Linked DNA regions of Mus musculus: region 1 is linked to region 2. The links are chromatin contacts, called in public promoter capture Hi-C maps. All regions are on one chromosome and are shown on one strand. Each heading gives the region's core, a stretch centred on a gene start, on an enhancer-like site or on the middle of the called end of the contact. The rest is flanking DNA. Distances are from core to core; before and after follow the strand shown. Region 1 holds the start of Zfp62 (zinc finger protein 62). Region 2 holds the start of Timd2 (T cell immunoglobulin and mucin domain containing 2).

Region 1 (7,072 bases), core at 2,899-5,398, 2.5 Mb after region 2:
CCAACACTAACACAAAAGTCTCTTAAGGACATTTTGGATGCAAAGTATAGCACTATAGTTATGCCACATGGTGAGTGTCTACAGCATAACTGCTATGGCAGAAACTGTGTGCACATGAATCCATGCTGCCTAGTGTCTTCCCCAGAAGTTCAGCCAGGACACTCTGGCCCGCACAGCAGAGTTCTACCCAGTATGGTTGTTCCAGACATAGGTACCTGCCATTCTGATAGGAAAAAAAAAATGTGTTTCTGTCAAGTTTGGGTTTGCATTGTTTGAAAAAGGATATTATTTATGTATATGAGTGTTTCGCTTGTATATATGTATGGAAGTGTCCCTGTGTCCATTCCTAGTGCCTGTGTAGGTAAGAAGACTGCAACTGAAGTTATAATTATGAGCCGCTGTGTGGGTGCTGAGACACAAACTCCAGACCTTTGCAAGAGCCGCAAGTGCTCTAAACCCATGAGTCATCTCTCCAGCCCATGGTTTGTATCTTTTTATAAGTTATTTGTAGGAGCTTTCTCTGAATCCTCCATCTTCCTTATGACTTTTAGAAAAACCTGTGGTTGGGGGGTGGAGGGAATGGTTCTTTGTGACATAAGATGTAAATATTTTTCGTAGGTAGTAAATTGCATTTTTATTTTCTTTGTAGTGATTTTTCCATAGAGTATTTGACTATGGGGTGTTTGAGTTTGCCATCCTTTGTGCCCCACTACTTATCTTTTAAGGTATAATTTTTAAAAAGGAAAGCATTTCAGTATTCCAGTATGATCATAATTTCTCTGGGGCTGTTTTCCTAACAGTTGTACTGAAGTGGGACTAGTAGTGCTGGCGACTAACATGTGCAAATTTATTTATTGATGACAGAGGTTTGCTGGGTTGCCCTCGATACCCTGGGCTTAAGTCATCTTGGTGCCTCAGCCTCTTACATGTCTGAGACTAAAAGCAGATGCACCCTTCTCAACCCCACTCATGGTTCATACTTGCATTTTACACTTAAATCTTTTATACATATTTATATTTAAATTTAAGTTTAAATCAAAATTTATCTGCTTTGAAATGCCTCCCAGTTGTCCCGTGCTATCTTCCCCACACTGATTTAAAATATTAAATGCCGACCCTATGTTGCTCTTTAATTAGTTTATAAGCCTGCCTTGGAAATATGTCCACTTAATTACTGATAAGTTTTAGTAGTCCTCCCCCGTCTCTGGTTCTTTCTCTAAGGCATTTACTGGCTAGAAATAAGCAAGAGTCTCTACTCATTGTCCATGTAAACTTCAGGACCAATGGTGGGTTGCAAAGAGGTTGTGACTGTAGTTACGAGAGTCATTACAGATGAGAAGGGGGCACCTTTGAGTCTGAGTCATTCCTCTCAGTGGAATCCAGGAAACTTTGCATACGTTCAGTTGCACTTCTGCGTTCCCGGGAACACTGCAAAGTTTCTTCATATAGGTCGTGCAGGTGTATTGTTAGCTCCTATTTCATTTTCTGCTGGTTCCTATTATAAATGTACTTTTGCTTCATTTATTAGAATTATAGTTTATGCATAAGGAAACTATTGCTTTCTCTGTTAATTCTGAAAACACATACTTTACAGTGTTGTCTCATTGTTTATTCTGGTTTTCCAAGTTAATTCCCTTGAGCTCAATAAAAATAAAATCTTGTTATCTGAAAGTAGGATAATTATATGCTTGCTTTGCAGTGTTTATATTCTATGTTTTTTTTTTTCTTATCCAGCTGCAACAGGAAGTAATGATAGTAACTGGTAGGTAGTTATCTTCTGGCTCTCTCATTGCTTTCACTGTTTCCCCTGCCACACTCTCTAGTGCCCCAGTCCTTACTGTCCTTATTTTAGGACTTGTAAAAATGTCCTCTCTTTGTCCAAGATGCATACAGAAAAACTGTTGTACAGTATTGTTTATTATAGACCTAATTTAGTTTTTATACACTTAATTAGGAAGCACTTCATACATGAACAAGAGGAGAATGGCTAATGAGATTCTAATTCAACAGAACAACACAGAAAACAGCATTATGAGAAATCATAATGAATAACACTATATTTTAAATCACTAAAAAGTGCATAGGTAGCATGATTGCAACACTCTAAAAAAGAAAAAATCCATTCAACTGGTGGTAGAAAAAGGAAGGAAGTCTGTGTGTGGTAGCATACAGACAGGCAGATCTCTGTAAATTCAAGGCCAGCTTGATCTACATAGTGAGTTTGAGGCCAGCCAGAATTACAGAGTAAGAATTTGTTCAAAAAAAAAAAAAGTGTGTGGGATCTTATATAAATGGTGGTTATCACTAGGTAACTATTCTGTTTTTATTCTTTTTTTTTCTTAGCTTGGATATCCAGTGCCAATTTTACATTTATAATATATCTTAGTTCATACTAGCCATATTGCATGTGTTTATTAGCCACCAAATGTACATAGTAGCTATACAACAGGTAGACAGTCTTGGTAGCTGTTCCAAAGGACAAGTGCTAAAAAAAGGACTCTGTGTGTGTCTCTGTGTGTTTGTGTGTCCACGTGAATGTCTGTGTTTGTGTGTGTGTGTGTCTGTGTCTATGTGTCTGTCTGTGTCTATGTCTCTCTCTCTCTCTCTCTCTCTCTCTCTGTGTGTGTGTGTGTGTGTGTGTGTGTGTGTGTGTGAATACAAGGCCAAAAAAAAAATTGCCTGAATAACAAAAACCATGGTGGAAAATAAAAACATTGTCCACAATAAACGTTACCTAATCAAGATGATTTATTTAGGCTTTATGATCCTTTGCTATCCTTTACTAAATAAAAGTGTCCCAATCCAGATATAATTATTTTTATACTTAATTATCTAAAAGGAAAAACAAACAAACAAAAATCCAAAATCTTGGAATGTGAGCAGGCCAGCCTAATGTGATAGCCTTTAATTTAGACTATGGACTCTTCTAGAGGCCTCAAAGAAGTGCCCAAAGCTCTTCCCAGAGTTGTGCTATCCAGTAAGTGGGATCCTAGCACTCATGTGGCTATTTCAATGAAATGTAATTAGACACTTGGTCTTCAGTGGCACTGGTCACATTTGAAGCACTTGTAGCTGTGTCTCAGCTACTGTTTGGGTTGTAGAAGAATCCCCCAACAACCCCTAACTTGTCCATGTTCTTCTCCATAACTTGCTGCTTGCTGGCCTGACAAGGACCTAGGACCCTGCTCCATCTTGGGCTTCACTGTTTTCCTACTCTGCTGGACATTACCGCAGACTTTCCACTTGCCCTGACCACCTTAGAGATGCATAGACCTTAGTGCCCAAATGCAGTCGAGATACTACTACACTCAAATTGCCATTCCTTCTACATTTCCAAGTCATTAAGGTGAGTTAGGGCTTGCCTACAAAGATATAAAAAACAGGAGTAGACTGGTGCAGATTACAGGCTTTAAACTGGAGTTTTGTAGTTACGGGTGGGGGAGGGTGAGGGGGATTTTGTTAGAGGCAGAACGGGGAAGGTAGCTGTGATAGGTTATTTCTCTGCCACCACGGAAAGGAGCCAATTCAAGTTAGATTAGATTAAAGGCAGGTTTACGGAGAAGCTGCTCTCCTGTGGGCGAGTTCACTAGCTCCGAGGACTGAGGCCAGGAAAGTCCCCATGGGGGGGGGGGGGGTGCACTCAGATAAAGGAAGAGAAAAAGAGCAAGCAAGAGTGACCAAAACTTCTAGATTATATAGGGAGGAACCTCTGGGGGAAAGGGCAGCTCAGCCCCTGGGCTGGGAAGTTGAGATCAGGGTATGCCTGGTTGGGACAGATGCTGTTCCCAACATGGAGCCAGGTCTGCTTTGGTAAGTAAATATTCACCTCTGTCGCTTGTCCTCATTGGAAAACAAACACGAAGCTGCTGGTATCCGGGAGAGAGACAGTTACTTTTCTTCTGCAGTCTCCGAATAGCAGGCTTCCTGGAAATTTGAGCTTTGTTGAGGGTCTTGGCTTTGGGAGAGGAGGGTCTTTTAGAAATAAGGGGTATGGGACCCCCATATTCCGCTTTCTCCCAGGAGCCCAGCCCTCCCTCCTAAGACTCTCCCCAGCCTCGCTTGTTAACTATGAGCTCAGCTTCACAAGCAGGAAGTGAAGTATCTATTTTACCACACCACTTGATTATACCCGCCCCCAATGCACCCCGGAATTGCAATAAAAGTCCAAGACAACTAGAACCCCCTTCCTCTCCGGGCAGACCAGCCGGGATTAGGAGGCCAGCAGAGCACCCACAAACTGCGGGTCACGTGCGCGATCAGAGCCCGACCATCGAGTCAGTCCTCCAGCTTCCCAGAGCGGCCTCGGAAGTGCCCCTGCGGCTCGGGTCTTTCCGGCCAGGCAGTCCGCGCTTTTGTCCCGCCGGCGGCCGGGCTCCCGCGGTGCCGCCACAGCCAGTACGTGAGTCCCGGGCTGCCGACGCTCCCGCCTCTCCCCGGCCCGCCACGCCCTTCCCTTCTCTGCCCTCCGGTCCCGGGCGGGTCCTAGTGGGGGAGGGAGAGCGTGACTTTCCACACGCCCTGGGGAGCGTCCTCTAGGAGTGAAGGGGAAGGAAGAGCCCTGGTTCGGGCCCGGCGCGCGGGCAGGCTGCCATCGGAGCAGGCCCTGGGCCGAGGAAGGGCCAGAGTCCGCCCCGGTGTTCCTTGACTGTCATGGCCGTTTCGGGCTTAGAAAGAGGAGAATCCCGATTATTAGCGCCTAAAAATTTGCCCTGATTGCGGTTAAGTTTGTTTCTGAGACTTGGAGATGACCTGATTCGGTCACCTCTTCCCGTCATTTTGGTGGGGGAGAGGTGTTGAGAGACACTTGCGGCTCTGGAAGCAGACCGTTCTCCACTTCCTGGCCCTCTCCTAGGAGAAACTCATCTGTAGAGCAGTGGGTGCAACCGGAGGCCGCCATCTGCCCTACCCCACCCCCACCCCACCGCAAACTGAGAAAGTGTTGGCCTAGGGAAAAGCCAGCGAAGGCACTTGAACCCAAGTGATCGCTTGGGGAAGTCCTGGGGCAGCGGTGTGAAAGAAAGAAAGGTCAGGTGGAGAGAGCCGCGGCTAGTGTGTTATCTTAAGATGGTTAGTCTAGATGGCCAAGACCGTTTGTGTACGCCTGAAGCTTTTGTCTGTCTGGGGTGTGTGTGTGTGTGTGTGTGTGTGTGTGCGCTTTTGTCTGGGGTGTGTGTGTGTGTGTGTGTGTGTGTGTGTGTTTGAATACGTAATGCTCACGTGTCCAAGGCATTAAAATACAAAGATTTTTAAAAAACAAAAATTTAATGCAAAATATGAAAACAAGATTTTCTTTTACTGTTCTCAAAGGTTGTTCTGGGCCCTACCTTAAAAGGTAAACACTTTTGTTAAGATGTTGAGTAGACTTTAAGGACTTCTTCATTTAAATACTAGCAAATATATAAGTCGTTCCTCTTTTATTCAGACAGGTGGTAGCATAATAAGTCCTGCTTCTCTGTTTCTTTTACTGAATCTGTTTTACAGAACTCATACGGAAACGGGTGGGTTGTTTGTTTTACAAACATGTAGCAGATTGGCCATTTTAAAGGATGCTTTAGATAAATCTCTAGACTGCAGTTGATAATCTTTGAGTTGTTTCTAGTGTTTTTTGCCAAATGGTATTATGTGGAATGATTCTGTATTAGGATAAGGATTTTGAAATTAAGAGGGACTGAGGTTAATAAGGTATTTTTTGTTGTTTTGCATTCAGTTAAATGGGCTACACTAATTGCTTCAAGCTAATCTCTGAGTGGGCCCTTAGCTTCAGAAAAATCTCTCCACTGCCCTTCATGCTCTCTTGCTTCCCTTATTGCTGGAGTATCTAAAAGTATCTCTTTCACTACTATGAGAATATTTCATTATAAAAATCCCTCCTGTCCTTATTCCTAATTTTTAAATAATAGAAACAAATCTTGTTAACCATTTGCATATGCTTCTCATAAATTAAATGCAAAAAATGACCAAAGCACATATCGTCCTCTTTTCAGCATATCACTTAGACTCCATCCTCCATCCGCACGTTCTTCCACTGAGTGCTCTTGAGTTGCCTCTTTCATCCTCTCGTCACCAAATATGGCACCTAAGAGCTTAAGTTACAGAAGCCCTGTACCACACTTGACATATAGGATACTCCCTTATGGGAAACAGTTGAAATCTGGAAATTCAAAGTAGCTGCAGGTATATCACACCTGTTTCTTCTTGCAGCCCCACTGTAGGCGTCACTTCCCACTAAACCAAGAGTGCTCTCTTGTGAGTTGACTCAGCTTTTGAGAACTAACTCCTCGCTGTCCAGAACAGGTAGTAAAGTGAAGGTTCTTGATATCTGCTTGCACTTTTGTAGAACCTAGCAGTAGAATGTGAAAAAGTACAGAAATTGCCAGAAATGTGAGTCTTAAGTAATTTATGAGGGATAGAGACTTTCTCATGGTTGGCTTTTTCACTGATGTTACCACAGATGTTTTCACAGATGGTTAAGGTCATTCTGTCTATCAGAAACTGGCTCAAGAGATTTCCCATCTAGTTTTGAGAAATTAAAACCTTTTTGTTCTGTGTTATGGGGGACAACACATGATGGCCACCACATCCATTTTATTGATTGTACTATAACTTCATCTTGCAACTCTAGTTCTTGGTTCTCTTATCCCTTCTTAGTCTGTTCTCCAACTGATTAGTAGTGGTGGTGGCAGCAGTGCTGTCTTTAGTCCCAGGAGGTAGAGGCAGGTGGAGCTCTGTGAGTCAAGGCCAGCCAGTGCTATATAGTGACGTTTCATTCATATATATATATATATATATGAATAATATATATATATATTAAGCAAAGTAGAGGTAGTACAGTGAATTGTATGCCCAGAGTTTCAGGATTCTGATATATTTATTTATTCTTGGTTGAAGCATTTTAAAGCAAATTTCTGACACCGTTTGTTTTACTCTATTTTAGTTGTCATTAAAAGTATATATACTCCTAACATCTATAGTACCATTACATAACAGCCTATTTTAGCTTTGATTTTTTTTTTTTTTTTTTGATATTATCTAGCAGCAAGTAGGCAGACTACTGGGTCATTTGTCTACAATA
Region 2 (6,736 bases), core at 537-3,036:
GCCTCCCAAGGGCTGGGATTAAAGGCGTGTGCTACCATGCCTGGCTGTTTGTTTTTTGTTGTTGTTTTTTGTTTTTGTTTTGTTTTTTTTACTTAAAAAAAAACAACCATATGGTGGCCTCTAACTCACTGTAGCTCAGTTGGATTTTAACCCCTTCCTACTGTCTCAAGTGTTGGGATTGCCAACACGCTAAGATCAGGGTTTCTTTCTTTTTCTGTTTTTGGCAGGAAGCCCTGAGTTCAATCTTTCTCACCAGATAAACAGGGTATGGAGGCATATGGCTACTGGGGAAGGCAGGGTCAGAAGTTCAAGCCCATCCTCAGCAAAGCTTCTATTCTGAGGAAATCCTGACACAAGAGGCCCTGTCTCACAGACAGTGACAGTAAGAAGCAGTCACGGAGCTTTATGCTTGGAACCCAGAACTCAGGGGAAGACTGGAGATCTAGGCCAGTGAGGTTTCACAACTGCATTGTAAAAACCTGATGAGTGTTCACTATGATGTGTTTCCTACACTGTCTGACTCGTGGCTCATTTTAAAATCTTACAGTGTAGGTGGGGGAGAGAAGCATTGGGGCTTTGGAGTGTGAAAACACAATCACTCTATTGCATCTGGAAGTGAGGGAAAATACCAGGTCAGACAACCAAAGAGCATGAAATTCCCCAAACACAGAATATGCATTCTGGAGAAAGAGTACACCAATTCTCAACATAAACGCATACATTTTAAAAATCTCAAGCTTTTCTCTAAGTATCTTTCACAACACTTAAAGAAAAATGAAATCCAGGAGTTGAATAGATAGAACAATGGTTAAGAGTACTGGCTGCTCTTCCAGAAGACCCAGGTTCAACTCCCAGTGCCCACATGGCAGCTCACAACTGTTTGCAATTCCAGTTCTGGGGAGGAACTGGCAACCCCACACTGACATACATGTGGACAAATACCTACTCACATTAGATAAAAACAAATCTTTTTTTTTTTTTTCTTAAATCCACATGAACACCAAGCTCTAAACGGTGCCCACTTGCCTAGCCTGGCCATGTGCTCCCCTTCTCAACACTCCAACTAAAGCAAATCTTCTTCTCTTTCTGGCCTTGCCAAGTTCACAAACACGATATCTCAAATTCCAGCAGCCAATTTGATGCTATAGATCTGGGTCTATAGGTCCATGCCTAATTATCTAGGGCTTAGTCTAAAATTACCAGACTATTCTCTTCTACAGTTTCCTTCTTATATCTCATGTTAACTCCATTTAAGAAGGCTTTAATAGCTCATATATTAAAAAGTCCATTATTCCATTTAAACGAGGATCAACCTTCCAAGAATCCGAAGAACTCTATTGGATATTAAGTTGTCCTAATGTCTAGAGACTCATCGTTGTTCCAATGCCGCCATAGAATCCCACATTGTCTCAAATGCAAAGCCACATGGCACAGAACCTCCAGGAAGTACTGTCCTCATTGCTTCTCTCTAACACGAGCCTACAGAAGAGGGAACTTACCAGTTAGGAGAGAGCCGTAGCTTCTGGTTAGTGTCTCCTTCTAATCCTCTGCTGCTGATGGAGCTGCTGATAGATAAAGAGGAATCTGTCCCAGAATTCCATCCTTATCTCCTGGCCACACCTTCAATATTTTGTTTGAAAACTGAGTCTCTCTAGTTCTACCATCCTTTTGCCTGATTGTATATGTTCAACTTAAAGAGATTATAAAAAAATACTTAAAAGACTAGCACTCAGGAAAGCAGAGGCAAGTGGATCTTCTGAGTTCAAGACCAACTCCGTTTACATAGTGAAACTTTGTCCCCACAACAACAAAGCTAACTTTCTGCTGGGCGAAGCAAAGGTCTTCACTTGAGTTCAAACTCCAGGTCTGGAGATCATGCTGACTTTGAAAAGTTTTCAGCAGAAAGGGACTTTGCACCATGCACCAGCTTTCTTAGTTGTATATGAATAAACTGAAAGTCAGAAAGAGGAATAGAATATAGATAGAACCCAGCGAGGGACCTGGTGCACAGGCAGAAGTGAAAGCTGACTAATTATACACGTTGGTCTGTCAGTCAATTAACAGTTTAAGCAAATAAAGCTAGACTAAAGTCCCTGCTTGCAGAACGCTAAGGGGAGGCTGCCAGCTTTCTAAGCTGAGCTTCTCCATGCCCTCATACGCTTTTCAGGCTTAGTAACTATACAGGCTTCCAGAGTTGGGTAGTTGCAGAGGAATTTTTTTTAAGATTTACTTATTTATTACATATATGTAAATACACTGTAGCTGACTTCAGACACCACAGAAGAAGCATCAGATCTCATTACGGATGGTTGTGAGCCACCATGTGGTTGCTGGGATTTGAACTCAGGACCTTCAGAAGAGCAGTCAGTGCTCTTAACCACTGAGCCATCTCTCCAGCCCCGCAGAGGAATTTTAATCCAGAAACATAACTGTTGTGGCAAGGGATCACATGTCTGTGTGATCGGGCTGGAATGACACACCTTTAATTCCTCTGGCTGGATTACAGACACACCCTTGGTACACACCTTTAGTCCCAAACAATGAAGGTAAAGTTGTAGAAGGAAGAAGTCATATTTGAAAGTGATATCTAATAGAGAGGCAAAGTGATGAATGAGAATGAGTCAAAGAGAGGATATGCCCAACTCTCAGGAGAACACAGGAAAGAGAAGCTACTTAAAAGAGAAGGAAGGAAGGGAGGAGAGAGAGAGAGAGAGAGAGACAGACAGACAGACAGACAGACAGACAGACAGAGACAGAGAGAGAGAGAGAATATGAGAGTTTTAGAGCTTTACCAGGATAATTTTTAGAGACAGGCTACAGGTAAAGACAGAATGAGCCAGAAAATGAGAAGAAACCAGATTAGAACAGATTGCCAGAGTTAGTTTGAGGCCAAGCAGAGCAATTCAGTCAAAAGCTGAGAGAAGCTACTTTGAAACAGTCAACTTGGAGAGGATTTGGGCCAGAACCAGCTGGCCATAGCAAAACGAGCTAGAAGGAATGGGTTTATTCAGCAGTTAGCTTCTGAGACAACAATTATATCTGGTGAATAAAAGTTACTTTTACAAAGGGTTGTGATAGATGGTGAAGACAGCTTGGACATGGGTTTAAGCCAATAGAAAGTCTTTCTTAGCCAGCTGCACAAAAACCATGTTCTGAGTTGACATAGTTCAGTTAACAAGACCAGTTAGCCAGGAGCAGAACTATAGAAACTAAAAAGCAATGTTCGTACAGTTTGAGACGTTCCCAGAACCGTATTGACATTGATAGATTAGGCGTTTGTTTTAGTTTTGGCAGGAGGTGTTTTCCATATGCTGCTGAATTTTACAGACTGAATGGCACTTCCATGTGGAGTCGAGTCTCAGGGCTTGCTAAGGTTTGGTGCCCTGTTATACTGGTCTTAGTAAATGAGTCACACTATACACTACTCATCCTGTTAGAATGAGATGTGGTTGGTCCTACAGCTCTTGTTGTTATCCAGATAAGGCAGAATAGCAGACATCAGAATAAGGGGAAGTGCCTTGGTTAAAAGTTCTGGATATTAGGCAAGTTTTAGCCTCTTGTAAGTCCTCTAATATTGATTGGGGTACCCCCCAGTCACTGTGAACTTTGTCAGTTAATAGGCTGACAGTCCGAACTGTTTCTACCCCCATGTAGTACAGGGGCCAGATGTCTGACAACCAGTAACCCTGGCTAATTTTTGGCTGGGAATGATAAACTCTATCCCTAGGGTGCCTTCTGTGGCATAGGTTTGAATCCTCAGGATTTTCCTGTTTCCCAAAGACCGGAATATTTTTTTGAAGAAATTTGTTTTAGGAAGCCTCATTTCACAATCTCAAATTTTGTAACGGAAACTCCCTTGTTTCTAGTAATCAAGTAAGGCATATGTAGAATTGTAAATTTACAATTTTTATCTTTTTTTTTTTTTTTTTTGAGACAGGGTTTCTCTGTATAGCCCTGGCTGTCCTGGAACTCATTCTGTAGACCAGGCTGGCCTCGAACTCAGAAATCTGCCTGCCTCTGCCTCCTGAGTGCTGGGGATTATAGGCGTGTGCCACCACGCCTGGCTGTACCCCATTTTTTAATAGGGTTATTTGAATTTCTGGAGTCCAGCTTCTTGAGCTCTTTGTATATATTGGATATTAGTCCCCTATCAGATTTAGGATTGGTAAAAATCCTTTACCAATCTGTTGGTGGCCCTTTTGTCTTATTGACAGTGTCTTTTGCCTTACAAAAGCTTTGCAATTTCATGAGGTCCCATTTGTCAATTCTTGGTCTTACAGCACAAGCCATTGCTGTTCTATTCAGGAATTTTTCCCCTGTGCCCTTATGTTATCTTCCCCACTTTCTCCTCTATAAATTTCAGTGTTTCGGGTTTTATGTGCAGGTCTTTGATCCACTTAGACTTGAGCTTTGTACAAGGAGATAATAATGGATCAATTCGAATTCTTCTACATGATAACCGCCAGTTGTGCCAGCACCATTTGTTGAAAATGCTGTCTTTTTTCCACTGGATGGTTTTAGCTCCTTTGTCAAAGATCAAGTGACCATAGGTGTGTGGGTTCATTCCCTGGAGTTCAATTCTATTCCATTGCTCTACCTGTCTGTTGCTGTACCAGTACAATGCAGTTTTTATCACAATTGCTCTGTAGTACAGCTTGAGGTCAGGCATGGTGATTCCCCCAGAGGTTCTTTTATTGTTGAGAATAGTTTTTGCTAGCCTAAGTGTTTTGTTATTCCAGATGAATTTGCAAATTGCCCTTTCTAACTCTGAAGAATTGAGTTGGAAGCTGGGTATGGTGACACAGGCCTTTAATCCCAGCACTTGGGAGGGAGGCAGAGGCAGGCTGATTTCTGAGTTCAAGGCCAGCCTGGTCTACAGAGTGAGTTCTAGGACAGCCAGGACTACACAGAGAAACCCTGTCTCGAAAAACAAAAAAACAAAACAAAACAAAAAATTGAGTTGGAATTTTGATGGGGATTGCATTGAATCTGTAGATTGCTTTCGGGGATAGCCATTTTTACTATATTAATCCTGCCAATCCATGAGCATGGGAAATCTTCCCATATTCTGAGATCTTCTTCAATTTCTTACTTCAGAGACTTGAAGTTCTTGTCATACAGATCTTTCACTTCCTTAGTTAGAGTCACAGCAAGGTATTTTATATTGTTTGTGACTATTGTGAAGGGTGTTGTTTTCCTAATTTCTTTCTCATCCTGTTTATCCTTTGTGTAGAGAAAGACCACTGATTTGTTTGAGTTAATTTTTTTTGTTTGTTTTTTGTTTTTTTCGAGACAGGGTTTCTCTGTATAGCCCTGGCTGTCCTGGAACTCACTTTGTAGCCCAGGCTGGCCTCAAACTCAGAAATCTGCCTGCCTCAGCCTTCCGAGTGCTGGGATTAAAGGCGTGTGTCACCACGCCCGTCTTTGAGTTAATTTTATATCCAGCTACTGCACTGAAGCTGTTTATCAGGAGTTCTCTGTTTAGGAGTTCTCTGGTGGAATTTTTAGGGTCACTTATATATATTATCATATCATCTGCAAATAGTGATACTTTGACTTCTTCCTTTCCAATTTGTATCCTCTTGACCTCCTTTTGTCATCGAACTGCTCTGGCTAGGACTTCAAATACTATATTGAATAGGTAGGGAGAAAGTGGGCAGCCTTGTCTAGTCTCTGATTTTAGTGGGATTGCTTCGAGTTTCCACTTAGGTTGATGTTGGCTACTGGTTTGCTGTATACTACTTTTATTATGTTTAGTTATGGGCTTTGAATTCCCGATCTTTCCATGACTTTTATCACGAAGGGGTGTTTGATTTTGTCAAATGCTTTCTCAGCATCTAATGAGATGATCATGTGATTTTTGTCTTTGAGTTTGAAACTTTAATTTCAATGAGTCCATAATCTAGAGACAGTCCATTTGGCATCAGTGTCTGTGGCTTCCACTTTCTTGACCAGGGTGTAGTTGATCCATGGTGTAATGCCAGCTACTTCCACAGCCATAGGAGTGGCAAGAATCACTGTATAGAGTTCTATCCAAGTTGGTTTCAGTGGCTCATTGGCTACCTGCTTGACTCAGACAGTATCACTGGACTGGAACAAGGGGAAACTGGTAATGAACTGAGAGGCCAGCTGGATCTCTCAGTCTAATGATGGGTTTTCTGAAGTACCTGGAGTGACTTGAGAAAGAGATTGTAAGAGAATGCTGCCAACTGTTGGTCTTGGAGCCTGGGAAGCAGGGGCCTCTCAAACTGAATCTCATAGTAAATCCATCCCTACAGCTGAAGCAAAGTGAAGGAAGGAAGGATGCTCTAGCTTTTTTTCTTTTTTAATGTCTTGTTTATCCTTTCTACCGGGCCAGAACTCTGAGGTCTATACTCACAATAAAGTCTTTAATATATACTTAAAGCTTTAGCTATTCATTGATGGGTATGGGCTATGAAAGCCAGGCCATCATTGGACCCCATTGGTAGTGGGAAGCCTCTTCCTGAGGGAACTTTTTAACCTGCTATCTGAGCAGCTTCAGCCTGTTTGGGGGACACTTTACCCACCTTGAAAAAGTGTCTTTAAAAACTAGCAAGTACTTCTATCGTCCCCCAGCCGTCTGGATCTTGGTGACATCAGTTGTTTGAGAGTCTGTTAAGGTGTCGATTGCTCATCCCTACCCCTTCCTGGGTAACGGTTCTCCATTTTGGATTCATTTGAACATCTGGCTGAGACATCCTGCTTTAGGCTGCCC

The links. Promoter capture Hi-C pulls out the DNA fragments that hold promoters and counts their contacts.
Region 1: a contact with region 2 is called in a promoter capture Hi-C map of liver, with 4 times the contacts expected there. The contact joins the promoter of Zfp62 here to the promoter of Timd2 in region 2. A contact is called at or near these places in 2 of 39 promoter capture datasets (cranial neural crest and liver).

Annotation. Positions count from the first base shown.
Region 1 is chr11:49,199,144-49,206,215 of GRCm38.p6, forward strand. Zfp62 (zinc finger protein 62) reads left to right here and starts at 4,149. Exons shown (of 4, transcript NM_009562.3): 1 at 4,149-4,395.
Region 2 is chr11:46,697,044-46,703,779 of GRCm38.p6, forward strand. Timd2 (T cell immunoglobulin and mucin domain containing 2) reads right to left here and starts at 1,787. Exons shown (of 9, transcript NM_001161355.1): 1 at 1,500-1,787.